Regions from separate parts of the Mus musculus genome. Here region 1 is linked to region 2. The links are chromatin contacts, called in public HiChIP or PLAC-seq maps. All regions are on one chromosome and are shown on one strand. Each heading gives the region's core, a stretch centred on a gene start, on an enhancer-like site or on the middle of the called end of the contact. The rest is flanking DNA. Distances are from core to core; before and after follow the strand shown. Region 1 has its middle 24 kb from the start of Mn1. Region 2 has its middle 84 kb from the start of Gm36794.

The links. HiChIP or PLAC-seq counts read pairs in DNA pulled down with a chosen protein or histone mark.
Region 1: an H3K4me3 HiChIP or PLAC-seq map of embryonic basal ganglia shows a contact between it and region 2, with 4 times the contacts expected there. The contact joins two enhancer-like sites. A contact is called at or near these places in 1 of 15 datasets of contacts at CTCF or cohesin (the NIH/3T3 cell line), 3 of 484 Hi-C or Micro-C datasets (cortical neurons and embryonic stem cells), 6 of 115 datasets of contacts at active chromatin or transcription factors (T-cell acute lymphoblastic leukemia, embryonic basal ganglia, embryonic forebrain and 3 more) and 2 of 9 other capture datasets (embryonic tail and embryonic trunk).

What each region holds. Positions count from the first base shown.
Region 1 is chr5:111,389,783-111,396,543 of GRCm38.p6, reverse strand. No RefSeq gene overlaps it. Among named protein-coding and RNA genes, the nearest start is that of Mn1, 24 kb to the left of the region's middle. Within about 2 kb of position 2,538, at least 85 of the 459 cell types and tissues checked have an H3K27ac peak or open chromatin away from gene starts, as enhancers often do. A contact at or near this core is called in cortical neurons and embryonic basal ganglia, where this site is marked.
Region 2 is chr5:112,027,623-112,033,634 of GRCm38.p6, reverse strand. No RefSeq gene overlaps it. Among named protein-coding and RNA genes, the nearest start is that of Gm36794, 84 kb to the right of the region's middle. Within about 2 kb of position 3,469, at least 20 of the 459 cell types and tissues checked have an H3K27ac peak or open chromatin away from gene starts, as enhancers often do. A contact at or near this core is called in cortical neurons and embryonic basal ganglia, where this site is marked.

The sequences.
Region 1 (6,761 bases), core at 1,289-3,788, 640 kb after region 2:
AGAGGGCCCGTTGGACCTAGTAAGTCAGTGGAGGAGCCTTGGAGTGTGGTGATTATTCTAGGGGACAGGATCAGCCACTGCAGAAGGGACCTGAATGGCAGGTCACAAACTAGCCAGGAGGAGGCAGTGTAGCTGGAATAGAACAAGACATTATGAGCAGAGGGACCAAGGAATCTGCGCATGGCCCTGTTTTGTGGGACAGCATTGAGCACAGGCATGTGACCTGTCTACTTTAGAATCAGGAAGCTCCTCTGAGGGGGAGGGAGGAGCCCTAGTCAGGCAGTGAGAAAGGGCAGGTCCTCAGAGTTTTCTGAGGGTGGAGACCACAGCATCCAACACCGGTGCAAAAGGTGTGACTGCCCCAGCCAGGGAGCTGGATGGAGCCAGCGTCCAACTTGGCTGCACCCTTACCTCCCTCTACCGCAGCCTGCGCCTGGGGCTTTAGTTAGCCCACCTGAACAAACACGCGCTGCCTGCCACTGAAGCCAATGGGCTCCAGCCAGAGGCTTTGGTCCTGCTGGATGGACCCTAGGCTCCTTTTGGCAGCTCCTGATTGGCTGCCGTTCTCTTGCCAACAATGCATTTCAGGGGCCCACTTAAAAGTCTTTCCATCTGCACCGTACAGGCAGCCCCGAGCCACTGGAGATGGCATGCGGCTTTGAGTGTGATGGGTGGGGGGGCCGGCCTCTTGCTTTCTTGCCCACAGCCTCAGTTGCTGAGGAGCCTCTGAGATCTGCCTGCCTTATTGCACTGTGTTCCATCTGGAAACTTTCAGGGTCTTGTTTTTTTTTTTTTTTTTTTTTTTTTTTTAAACACACACACACACACACACACTCCACTTCTTTTGGTTATTTGAGAAAGGGCCTCCCTATGTTGATCTGGCTGGCCTGGAACTCACTACATAACTAAAGCCGGCCTCGGAGATCTGCCTGCTTCTACCCTGGGTTCAGGGATTAAAGGTGTGCGCCAATACACTTGGTTCTTACTAGCTCCTTTTAAGTCTAATTCCCATGTGTAGACTCTCTTTGATCTAATTTCTCATCAAGTCTTCCCTCTAAACCCAAAGGCACACGAGATGTCAGGCCATGGAGTCACTTGAGACTCACTACTGTGGTTGCCAAATTCATGGGCCCTGTCAGAGTCACCACAGAACACACCACAATGTAGGACTTTCAGAGTGAGCTCCAGAGGTTCTCTCTGCAGATCTAGAGTAGACAGGGCCATAGGGTAGGCAACTGTCTCAGTTTGCCCAGCTCTGAATGGTACAGAGGAGATAGGGGCTCAGCCAGAGCAGCCCTGGGTAAACTGGGTTGCTGGACCCATCTGGTACAGGGAGCCCTGAAGAGTCAGTACTCCCAGGTGGTGAGATGCAGGGCTTCAGGCTTCCCTGCACCACATGCTGAGACCCAGGAGGAGTCTAGGACAGGACGGAGCATACACACAGAGGCAGTCGATATTCCCCAGAGTGAAAGCAATTCCCCCCTACCCCAAGATCTGCCTCTGCATCCTTCAGCATAGCAGGTGAGCATGATCAGTAACAATTAAAAAGTGTTGATCAGCTCATCTGAGTGGGGACAGCAGACTTGTTGGTATTTCAGGGGCCAAGTTTCCCAGCAGCCCCCAGCTGGGCACAGCTGAGCTTTAGCTTCTGGGAGCTGCAGGGTATTTGGAATAAAGGCTCAACCTTGGAGAAGTATTAATGAAAATGTCACAGGCACTAAAGTCAAAGCAGATGTGAAGCCAGCTACACAGGCAGACCTAGCTGATAAGAAACAGCCCAGGAGAGAATAAAAACCTCTTGAGATTAGGTCAAGGACAGAAGGGGGGAGTAGGCACCCAGGGGTCCCCCCATGGCAACTCAGGGGAGCCTGTCGTTCCTGCAGAACAAGCTGACATTTCTGTGCTGCCGTGTTATATATTGACATCCCGACAGGGCAGCGTTTGGAGGCCTCCACATCAGCAAATAAATATTACGTCTCCATCTTCAGCTAAGCAGAGCTGTGGTGCATTCCTATTACTTCATGTGGATTAACCATCTGGAAGTTGAATCAAGCCACAGAGTAAAGAATGGGATCCAATTTTGCATTCACCAAAATAAGCCGTACTAGTCTCAATTTATGGCAGATGGTTATGCAGTCTCAGCGGGCCAAAGAATCTCTCTGCAAAAGAATAAAGTTCATGCCAATTACTGTAATAGGAACCGGTACAACAACTGTGTGAAGCTGACGAAGATCGCAGTGATCGCTGAACAGCTCGTAAACCGTGGGGGGGCCAGGGAGCAATGGGCACCCAGTTAATTCATTAAGATAACGGGAGAGACGAGAAAGCACATGCAGTCATAAAGCAGAAATGTTTCCTCGCAAAATGGGAGAGAGTTGAGAGGCTGTTGTTGGGTCACTCGAGCCACAGGCAGGGGGGAGGAAATGGTTAACGGCAGGAGGCACTCAAGCCAGGAATGGGTTAAATCCTGGGCTGCTCTGTTCCAGTCATTCAAAGCAGACCTGGTCTCAGAATCTGGCGTGAGGCCATTGTGGGTGGAGCCTGGGGGTGAGTGGCAAGAATGAACCGGTGGGAACATTGCAGGCTGCTGCCAGAGGGCCAGGCATACATGCACACCTTTGGGAAAGCGTCTTTGGCTGCAGCAAGCTCAATATGCCTGGATGTACCTGTCCATGGCAGTCTGGGGAGAACGGAGCACTGTATGGAAAGAACACTTTGAGTTCTCCCTGTGAGACTGGCTTCAGGTTACAGCACTGCCTGGCTCCTATACAATGGCCCAGTGTTTACATCTGTCTTTAGATGAAAACTGCTATACTCTTGTAACAGGGTGACCAACGGTCCCTGTTTGTCCATGACTGTCTTGGTTTTAGAGTCAAAGTCTGGCCTCCCAGGAATCCTTTGTCCTGGGCAATGCACGCTGGCTGGTGACTCTAGCTAAGAGCCCAACCAGGGCACGAAGTGTTGTTTTCATGTTTCCTTGTCACAGAGCCATGTCCCATGTTAGTGTCGACAATCCAGACTTTCACTGGCGGGACACCAAGGCTCAGAGGGGTCAAGCTTCATTTGGGGCCTATTGTTCAGTAACGGGGGTGGGTGGGCAGGCATCGGAGTACATGTGCGAGACGCCAAAGCCCTTCAGCCAGCATGGCCTCTGGCAGAGTGTGAGCAGACAGCTCCATGCTAAGACTCCGTGGTTTCAAGCACACTTGCAGGGCTCACTAGCAGGAGACGGGTAGCAACAGTAAGGCCTCCGAGCAAGCACAGGGTCACCATCTCATCCCAGCACTTCCCCACCTCCCAGCATCCTGAGATGATGGCTGCCGCATAGCTGAGCCTTGGGGTAGATCGCAATGAGATGTGAGATCTAGGGCAGTGAAGTCCCACCATGGACAGCACTAACATGCACAGATCCAGACCTCAACCTCATGAGTAGAAAAGCTGTGCCTGTCACTCAGTAGGGGCTGAGAGGAAGACTGGAATCCCAATAGATCCCATATTAACAGGATCCTGAATTCATGGCCCACTAGACCGCCAACAGATACTGTCCTCAGCCAGATAGGCAATGCTGGGCAGGAGTGTAGGGGAAGTGGTCTCTGGTGAAGTAGAACAGCCCTGACCTCAGGGTTGCTCCACCCGGGGATTTACAGGTCAGGCTCCCCTGACACCCCAACTGCTGTCAAGCACACTTAGAAGGAACACACCACAGGCTCCTGGAGACCCCTCATGTCCACAGCACTAACACAAAGCCAGCTGGAGGTTGGGGGGAAGACATGGTACTACTGAGGTAGGGGGCCTCAGTAGGGGGGCAGAGCAGTTACCACCCCTTCCATATTAGTGAGACCTCCGAGTGTGGAGTCTTAGGGTTTGCCTGCCACCATGGAGAAGCTCAGCTGTGCCTCAGAGGACTTTATGAGGAGACATTATGAAGATGTTGGTTATCAGAGGTGGCACATGCTGACAATCCAGCATGAAGTTGGATCTTTTGAGTTTGAGGCCAGCCTGGTCTACAGAACAGGGCTACACAGAGAAACCGTTGTCTCAAAATGCACGCACACACACACACACACACACCACACACACACACACACAGACACACACACACACACACAGACACACACACACACACACACACACACACACACACACACACGTGTGCGCGTGCACGCGCTGAGCGGCAAAGCTGTTCTGCTTTTATGCAATCCACATGCCTGAAGCTCTGCAACTGGAGATTGGAGTCTGGACAAGCAGGTGATCTGTGGGACCCTTGATCAGAAGGCAGTCTGCCTCCAGTTTTAGCAGATGTACAGACGGTAACACCTACCTTACAGACATCGTAAAGCTGCAAAACCAGTGTGGGGTCTCCTTGGACGGCCGGCATTGGAGTTGTTTTTGAAATCAGATGGGGCTGGTAAGATGGCTCAGCGGGTAAGAGCACTGATTGCTCTTCCAGAGGTTCTGAGTTCAAATCCCAGCAACAACATGGTGGCTCACAACCATTCGTAGTGACATATGACGCCCTCTTCTGGTGTCTAAAGACAATGTACTTACATATACTAAATAAATTCTAAAACAAACAAACAAATAAACAAACAACAACAAAAAAAAAAATCAGATGATGTCTTAAGAGAAACAACTGTGGGCAGAGATCTAAAAACCTTTTAGTGAGGTGTTACCCTGCCCACGTGGGGCCACACGCCTCACCCTGGGGTGGATGACGCCATACCTCTCTCTGTGATACCAAGGCTCTCTGCCTGCTCCAGGGGCAACATGAAGAGCTGTCTAAGACTGTGGTACCAAAATCTCAATGAACACCTTGGCCGTTTACAGAAAGCTCGCCAGACCCTGATCTGTGCAACCACCGTGACCACAGCTGTGCTGGGGCCTTTCACAGCTCCTCTCCTGCAAGGACTCATGGGACTGGAGGTTAGCTGGCACAAACTGGAGGGGAACCAGGCACAGCAGCACCTCTGGGTGGGTTACAAAGTAAGGGAGGTGCTCAGATGACTATAGCATTCAGAGATGCAGGGAGCCATCTTGCCATGGGCCATTCAGTCAAAGCTTCTGTTTTACATAAACATTAATGATCCGCTCCTGTAGGCCACGCCTCCATTCTGCTTCTCCAAGCCTTCCATGGTCTGAAGTGTAATATTATTTTACTATCAACATACAATAGAAGATCAACACACAGGCAACATGTGAGATGTTTGATAGCTTCTCAAAAACTAAAGCAAACCCCACCAGAAGCCACAGCACAAAGCCTAGGTCAACAAGTTGGGGGCATCACAGCACACGGCCGAGAATTTAATCAGCATCGTCATCATCTTCAATGGCTTCTATGAACTCACTGGTGTGCCACCCTGCAGCTCTGGGCTTGTGCTGGCTGGAAATGAAATGCTTGCAACTGTTTCTCCGAGTACCACAGATAGGGCAGCGTGCCAGCACCGTCGGGATAAAACATCTAGTGGTAACTCATTCTGGACCTCATGGAGTCGGGAACGTGGCACCATCATCACAGGGGTTCTATAAAGCTGCTTGTGGCTATCCATACAGGGTCCTACACTTCTGACCCTACAAGGACGGCTTTTTTTGGCCACACACTGTTATGAAGGTCATTGGCTGTTTCTGGATCAAGCAAAGACAAACAGCTGTCACTGAAAAGTGACACAAAGCCTCAACTACTGCACCCCCTTAAGAAATGAATAAAAACAAAGGCGGTGTTTCGATGTGCCACTGTGGCTGGCTGATATGAAACTCCCTATGTAGCTCAAGTTGAACTGAGATCTTGTCTCTCCCCCGAGTGCTAGGTTTGCCAAGTTGTGCACCACCATGTCCAGGGGAGCTTATCTTGTCTACGAGATTTGTAGTCCCCTTCCTGAGATGAGGGTGATGGGGACACATTTTGGATCGAAAGACAAAGGACGGCTGGATCTCCCCAGTATCCAAGAATACCTTTTGAAACTTGGGGAACCAGGTAGGGTTCCTGCCTAGAGTGTCTACAGTGCTGTGCTGACAGCCTGGAGATTCTGGCTCTGGAGACCGGGGAGGAGTAAGGGTAGATCCAGGCTGGTCACCAGCTGCCCGAGCTGCTGTAGTATGTTCTGAGGACAGAAACCAGATTGCGTCCCTCCTCTGCTAGACCCCAAGACTAAGGTGTCTTGTCACTAGAGGTGGACATCTGCAGTGGGAGAAATGAGGTTCATGAGTGAAACTTCCATGACAGGAGGTGACAGAGGACACAGCTGTGACCTGCCTCTGAGAAGTGCCCAAGCTAAAATAGGGTGTGAAAGGTGAGATTCAAGGGAGCCATCCACTAGTCAGGAATGATGGCCAACCAGGACTGGAACTGGCATAGGTCGCTCCATTAGAAGCAGCTTCCTGAAGAAGTGGAACCTAGCCCAGGTGGCTACCCAGACAGAGCCCAGGGTCTTCTGGGAGAGGACAGGGGTTCTCTGGGTCCCTTTCCTGCTTTTGAAGTGGGGATGCACAAAGACCAAGCCACAGAAAGGTGACAGGTGGGAAGGTGGTATCTGTAAAGGTTTCCCTTCCACTCATTTTCTAGGGGTTTCAAGTCGGCCTGCAGTGTGGCGTTATCAGACAGATGGAAGGGGCGGTTAGCAGACAGCCTGGCACCCCAGGAAGGTTCAGGGACATCGACCGTTCCGATATTTCCTGACGTGTCCTCTCCAAGAGGATGTGAAGTCAGCTGCTGCTGCTTGTTTCCACATCAGATCATGTGGCCAGTGTATGGGCAGGTCTGTCCC
Region 2 (6,012 bases), core at 2,220-4,719:
AGGCAATCAGTAGATTCTCACAGCCCAGATGGAGGTTGGCTGTGCCTGCCAGGGAGGCCGGCAGGACAGCTGCCACAGAGGACTCTCTCATTTAGGTTTTAACCATGGGACTTAGCACAGTGTTCACTCCTAACTCTGGAGTTGTTCTGAGAGAGGGAAAGGCTGTGTGTGCCAGGATGCTGTGTGTCAGGAGGCTATGTGTGTCTTTGTCAGGTTGTGTGTAACTTACATTTTCTCACTCTAGCCTGGATACTAGTAAATTACATCGAAAGAACTGCCCTCCCTCTTTTATAGACTCACAGTGGTAATATCTAATGTACCAGGGGCAGGTTTTCACACAGGTGGGTCTGTGTCCTGTGGAAAATCGAGCTGCCTCAGTACAGGAGATGAGAAGGGGCCCTGAGAGCGCCTCCTCCTACATATGAGGAGCTGTGAAAAAAGGTGGACCTCTCCAGCCAGAGAACCAGATGTTCTCATAGGTCACAAATTGCCCCACAGGAGAGGGGCTGACACATTTCCAGCAGAGGAGGGAGGAGGTACAGGGAGTGAGGAGGTCAGCAGATGTGGTGGGGTGGGGAGTCTGTTTCATCCAGTACTCAGCTGAAGAGGTTCGAATCCCCAACCTACTGCATCTCCAATACCCATATGCTTGTCCTGTTTCTTGGCTCCATAGAAGGAACAGAACTCATTTTTACCACACAGGGGACCTGTGTCTCTGCCAGGCTTCACAACAGAGAGGTGAGCATACATGTGGGATCAAGGCTGGGAAGCCTTTGGCCCTGGGATGAGGGGCCCATTCTAGATTCGGAGGAGGCAAAAAGAAGAGATCAGCTCGGCTTGGCTGGTTTGGAAGGTCGAAAGGGACCACTGCTGAGGTGTTTCCACAGTCTTCAGATCCAGCTCCTGATACCTTGTGTCAACTAAGAGTTTTACTGCTGTGAACAGAAGCCATGACCAAGGCAACTCTTAAAAGGACAACATTTAGTTGGGGCTGGCTGACAGGTTCAGAGGTTCAGTCCATTATCATCAAGGTGGGAACATGGTAGCATCCAGGCAGGCATGGTGCAGGAGGAGCTGAGAGCTCTACATCATCATCTGAAGGCTGTTAGCAGAAGACTGGCATCTACGAAGCTAGGATGAGTGTCTTAGAAGCCCACACCCACAGTAACACACCTCCTCCAACAAGACCACACCTCCTCCAACAAGGCCATACCTCCTCCAACAAGGCCACAACCACTCCAACAAGGCCACACCCACTCCAACAAGGCCACACCTCCTCCAATAGGGCCATATCTCTTTCAACAGGGCCACACCTCCTCCAACAGGGCCACACCTCTTCCAACCTGGCCACACCACCACCAACAAGATCAAACTTCCTCCAAGAAGGCCACTCCTATTCCAACAAGGCCACACCCACTCCAACATGGCCACATCTCCTCCAACAGGGCCACACCTCTTTCAACAGGGCCACACCTCTTTCAAGGGCCACACCACCTCCAACACTTCCTCCAACAGGGCCACATCTCCTCCAACAAGGCCACACCTCCTCCAACAGGACCACATCTCCTCCAACAGGGCCACATCTCCTCCAACAGGGCCACACCTCTTTCAACAGGGCCACACCTCTTTCAAGGGCCATACCACCTCCAACAGGGCCACATCTCCTCCAACAAGGCCACACCTCCTTCAACAGAGCCACACCTCCTCCAACAGGGCCATGCCTTCTAATAGTGCCACTCCCTGAGCAGAGCATATACAAACCATGACACCTTGCTTAGGTCCAACTGATGACTGACTTCAAAAATGGTGTGGCACAAGCTGGGGTTTTCAAGCTTCCAAGTGTGTGGCAATCACCCTGCCAGTTCTTAGGAACTCACATAACTCCGATCCCTCATCTCCTGTGATGAGGAAGTTGGTAAGCATCTCTGTTTTGTAGCATTGAAAACCAAGCTGATGTATTTTAAAATTCGGCACTGTTCCTGGCCAACAAAGCTCATCCTGCTCTATGGATACCATGCCCAGGCCTCTGTTGCTCTGGCATGGGACGTCATGAATTGGGGTACAACTGGTGACGGCTCTGCACTACTAAGGTTCAAGTCCTGCCTCATGCTTCATCACATCACCTGGGACTTGTTCCTGCCCTGATCTGGGTTTTGTTTTCCAATCTGTGGGGTGGGTTGAAAAGGTGATCTGTAAATGTCCTGCCAGTTGGGAGCTTCCTGGTGTGGCAGGCTCACGTCTCCTTGGGAAGTTACCATCAGTGTGGTTGGTCCTCCTGGGTCCGTGCCTGCATTCTTGACCTGTTAACAGAGGTTAAGGGGCACCCAGAGGCCACAGACCAAGCTGTCTGTTCCTTGATAGTATGAAGCCTCCGCCCTTGCATATACCTCTCAACTTCACAATCACACTGTTATGCACAACCTACATTCCTTTTTAAATGTTTGTTTGTTTGTTTGTTTGTTTGTTTTCCCAAGACAGGGTTTCTCTGTGTAGTCCTGGCTGTTCTGAAACTCACTCTGTAGACCAGGCTGGCCTCCAACTCAGAAACCCACCTGCCTCTGCCTCCCAAGTGCTGGGATTAAAAGTGTGTGCTACCACTGCCCGGCACAACCTCATTTCTTTGCATCAGATCAATCTTAGAAGCCTCCTGGTGCCACTGGAAGACTTGGGATTTGCAGTTAGACAGGTGGGGCCATTTCTGCAGACAGCTCAGCAGTGAGGAATGCTCCCTGCTCTTGCAGGGGATCTGGGTTCAACTCCCAACTCTCTCCCTCCCCATATTAGGTGGCTCACAACTGCCTGTAACTCCAGCTCCAAGGGATCTGATGCCCTCTTCCGGGAGATCTGTGCTCATGTCTACATGTGCACTGACTCACACAGAGACAATTAAAAGTAAACAAATCTAGGTCAGTGGTGGTGGCTACACCTTTAATCCTAGCTTTTGGGAAGCAGAGGTAGACAGATCTCCAAGTTCAAGGCCAGCCAGAGCTGTATTGTGAGGTCTTTCTTGTCTTGAAAAACAAGAACAAAAGAAAGCAAAACAAAAAACAGAGAAGGGGAGTGCTTGGGGGAGGACAGTTTTTCAAACAGTGTAAGATTTGTTGAGATGCAAGAGGTGTAGTGTGGGCCTGGCCAGCTAGAGTGGGCTGAAGGAAGAAGAGAAAAGCAAGCCTCCCATAGGAAGACCCTCCATTTATGCTGAATTTGAAGTAGGGCAGTGGATGCAAAAACCCTCAGCACAGTGTTTGATGTGCATTGTGTGTCCAAGAAGACACTGAAAGGAATGAAGTTTCCCAGACTGGTGGGGACCCAGAACCTCCTCCAGCCCTGTCTGAGCCTGACATGGCTCTGTCTATAGCCGTCCTCTCCTTCTGCTCCTCCGCAGTTCCGTGGCTAGGTCTCAGCCCCTGTCCTTCATCTGACGTGACAGGAGAGGGAGGGATGCAGAGCCGGGAAGAGGGACTTGAAGAAGATGGATGCTGGCACTGTTGCCATGGCAACCACGGGACGGGCAGGAGGCCCGTTGCCAGGAGTGGTCCCTGCTTTTCCTGGATTCCCAAGCCTTTCAGGGAAGGCAGGAGATGTATCAGGGACTCGAGGATACAGGCAGGCCCTGAGAGACGGATGGGGGTTAGTGATATTTTAGCAGTCTCTTCTGGATTCGTGGGAAGATCTGCTAGTCCCTGTGCTGAAAGATGGGGAAAGAGCAGAAGGAGGGGTGTGGAGAGGGCAGGTTTCCTAAGCACCTACTATAGCTGGTATGTACAGCTGGTTTCTGCACAAGAGGCATCGGGTAAAATCTATAGAGAGATTGTAGTTCAAATCCTGTCTCTGCTTCTTCCCATTTGAGTTGTCTCCTGCCTCCAGACCCTGGTGCCCTGTTTGGCAAAGCAGGTGATGTTGGATGATGCTATGTGGCTTTGCCTGTCTCAGGCTCGTGGCCCAGAGGCTTCTGGGATAGAGGCATGCCTGCTAGGCTGAGTATTGTTTGTGCCTTGCTGATATTGTCACATGGCTTGTAGGGAGGGATCCAATTTACTTCTTTATCTGTGCCTGCCTGTTTTCCTGCCTTCTGTTAATAGACATTTCTTGGTCTTTTGGAGAAGAGAGTCAGGGACTCAGGTCAGTGGTCACAGGACAGGCTGATGATAATGAAGGCTCTTACAGGTAGGACCTGCACAGTGGCAGGGCAGCTTCCTTGCCATGAACCTCACAGGAATTCCTAATAGCTCCAAGAGAGAAAGTCAAGGTTCAAAGTAGTTGCACAAGTCACCTGAGACAGCACAGTTGGCTCCTACCTGATATGGGAACTTGGAAACTGGTGGGTTTGCTAAGAATAAAGTGGTGGTGAGGTTTTTAGGGCTGGGGCCATGGGCTTGCCACAGAGCTGCTTAGTTCTTGACTCCGTTGAGTCCTGGGGATCTGAGAAGGCAGAGGCGAGCCAATCAGCAATCTCTGCAATGCTGAGGCCCGTTTCTCCCATTGCGACTGTGTCGCCATGCAGACAATTCTTAGCATAATTTCCCACTTACTGCGGGTGCCTGACGTCATATTCCCCACCCCCTGCCCCATGGTCTGCACCCCCATCCTGATAATTTTTTCTAGCTGTTTTTCTGTCTCAGGACTGACTTGAGCCAGTGAGAAGTAGGGGTGGGTCTAGCCCCATCCTGTACATGTGGACACCCGGCTCTTCTGTGTTCATGGTGTCTTCATATATCAGCTGCTCACACTGCAGCCCATGTGTCTGTACGAAGTCCTCAAGTTACTGGGAAGGAAGTAGGAAGGCACAGAGGAAGAACTCGGAAGCGGGGACAGGAAGAGAGAGAGGACCAGAAGAAGAACTCAGGGAGAAAGGAAGAGGACCAGAGGAAAAACTTTGGAGGACAGAAAGAGAGGCCCAGTGGGATTCAGCCTGGAGAGTGGGAAAGAAGAGAAGTGACCCCTTCCAATGTATACTGAAATTAAAAATAAATCTATATGTGCATGTGTGCATGCATGTGTGTATGTGTGTGTACATGTGTGTGCATATGTGGGATGTGTATGCACACAGGGTGTCAGAGGACAACTTTTAAGAGTTAGTCTTCTTTGGTGTATATCCCCAGGATGGAACTCTGGTCACCAGTCACAGCCACAAGCACCCTTACCCACGGACACATCCAGCTAGCCCCAGGTGTACATTTTATATATCAAAGTTGATAGGGACAGAGCCATCCCCTCTCTTTGACACTTGAGGTACTTAGTGACCTGTCTTTGTCCCTTGTTACCTTACCCTTGGAGGTGTCAAGGAGACAGTACTGAGAACCCAAGCCCAGCACTACTGTGTTTGTGGGGGTAAGTCTTCCCTGCTTCACTCCTTTCATGGGTACAAAGTCCCCCCCTCCCACCTGACTTCACCCCCACTGACAGTCTGCTCATGTCTGCTCTGACCCCACACATGTCACATGTCTTCTGGGAAGTGTTTTGTAGCCCTCCTCCACCAACATTCTCCACTGGGAAAGCTGTAAGCTGCTCTGGAGACCGGGGTCCTCATTACCCAAGAGCTACAGATGACCACAGTGAGGCCTGAGCTCTACACAAGGCCCCCATGTAGGGAGGGGGAGGGGAAGGGGGAAGGACGCTGGCTATGGAAGTTACTAGTTCCCCTGGCTTTGATAATAATCTGCTTAATGTCTTGTGTCAAACTAATTACTGCATAATTACCTTTTTTAATAACAGGTACTTTTAATTGGTGCAGGGTTAAACAATGCTGTTGTAAAAGTGGGTTGTTTTACATTCATTGCTGCAGTTTATGAAGGGCCGGGACAACCTCATAACATCAAACGCTGTGCGGAGACCGTGGGGGAGCACGGATGGGCATTGCTGGTCCTCCATCTGTTTCTCTCTCAGAGACATGACACAGGACCTGTGGCACACTTAGAGAAGAAGGCAGGGATGTCCTAGATGCCCCCAGGCAAACAGAGGCCAAGAGACTCCATTGTAAGCAGACACTGAGCTCATGCTTCTGTCCCTTCA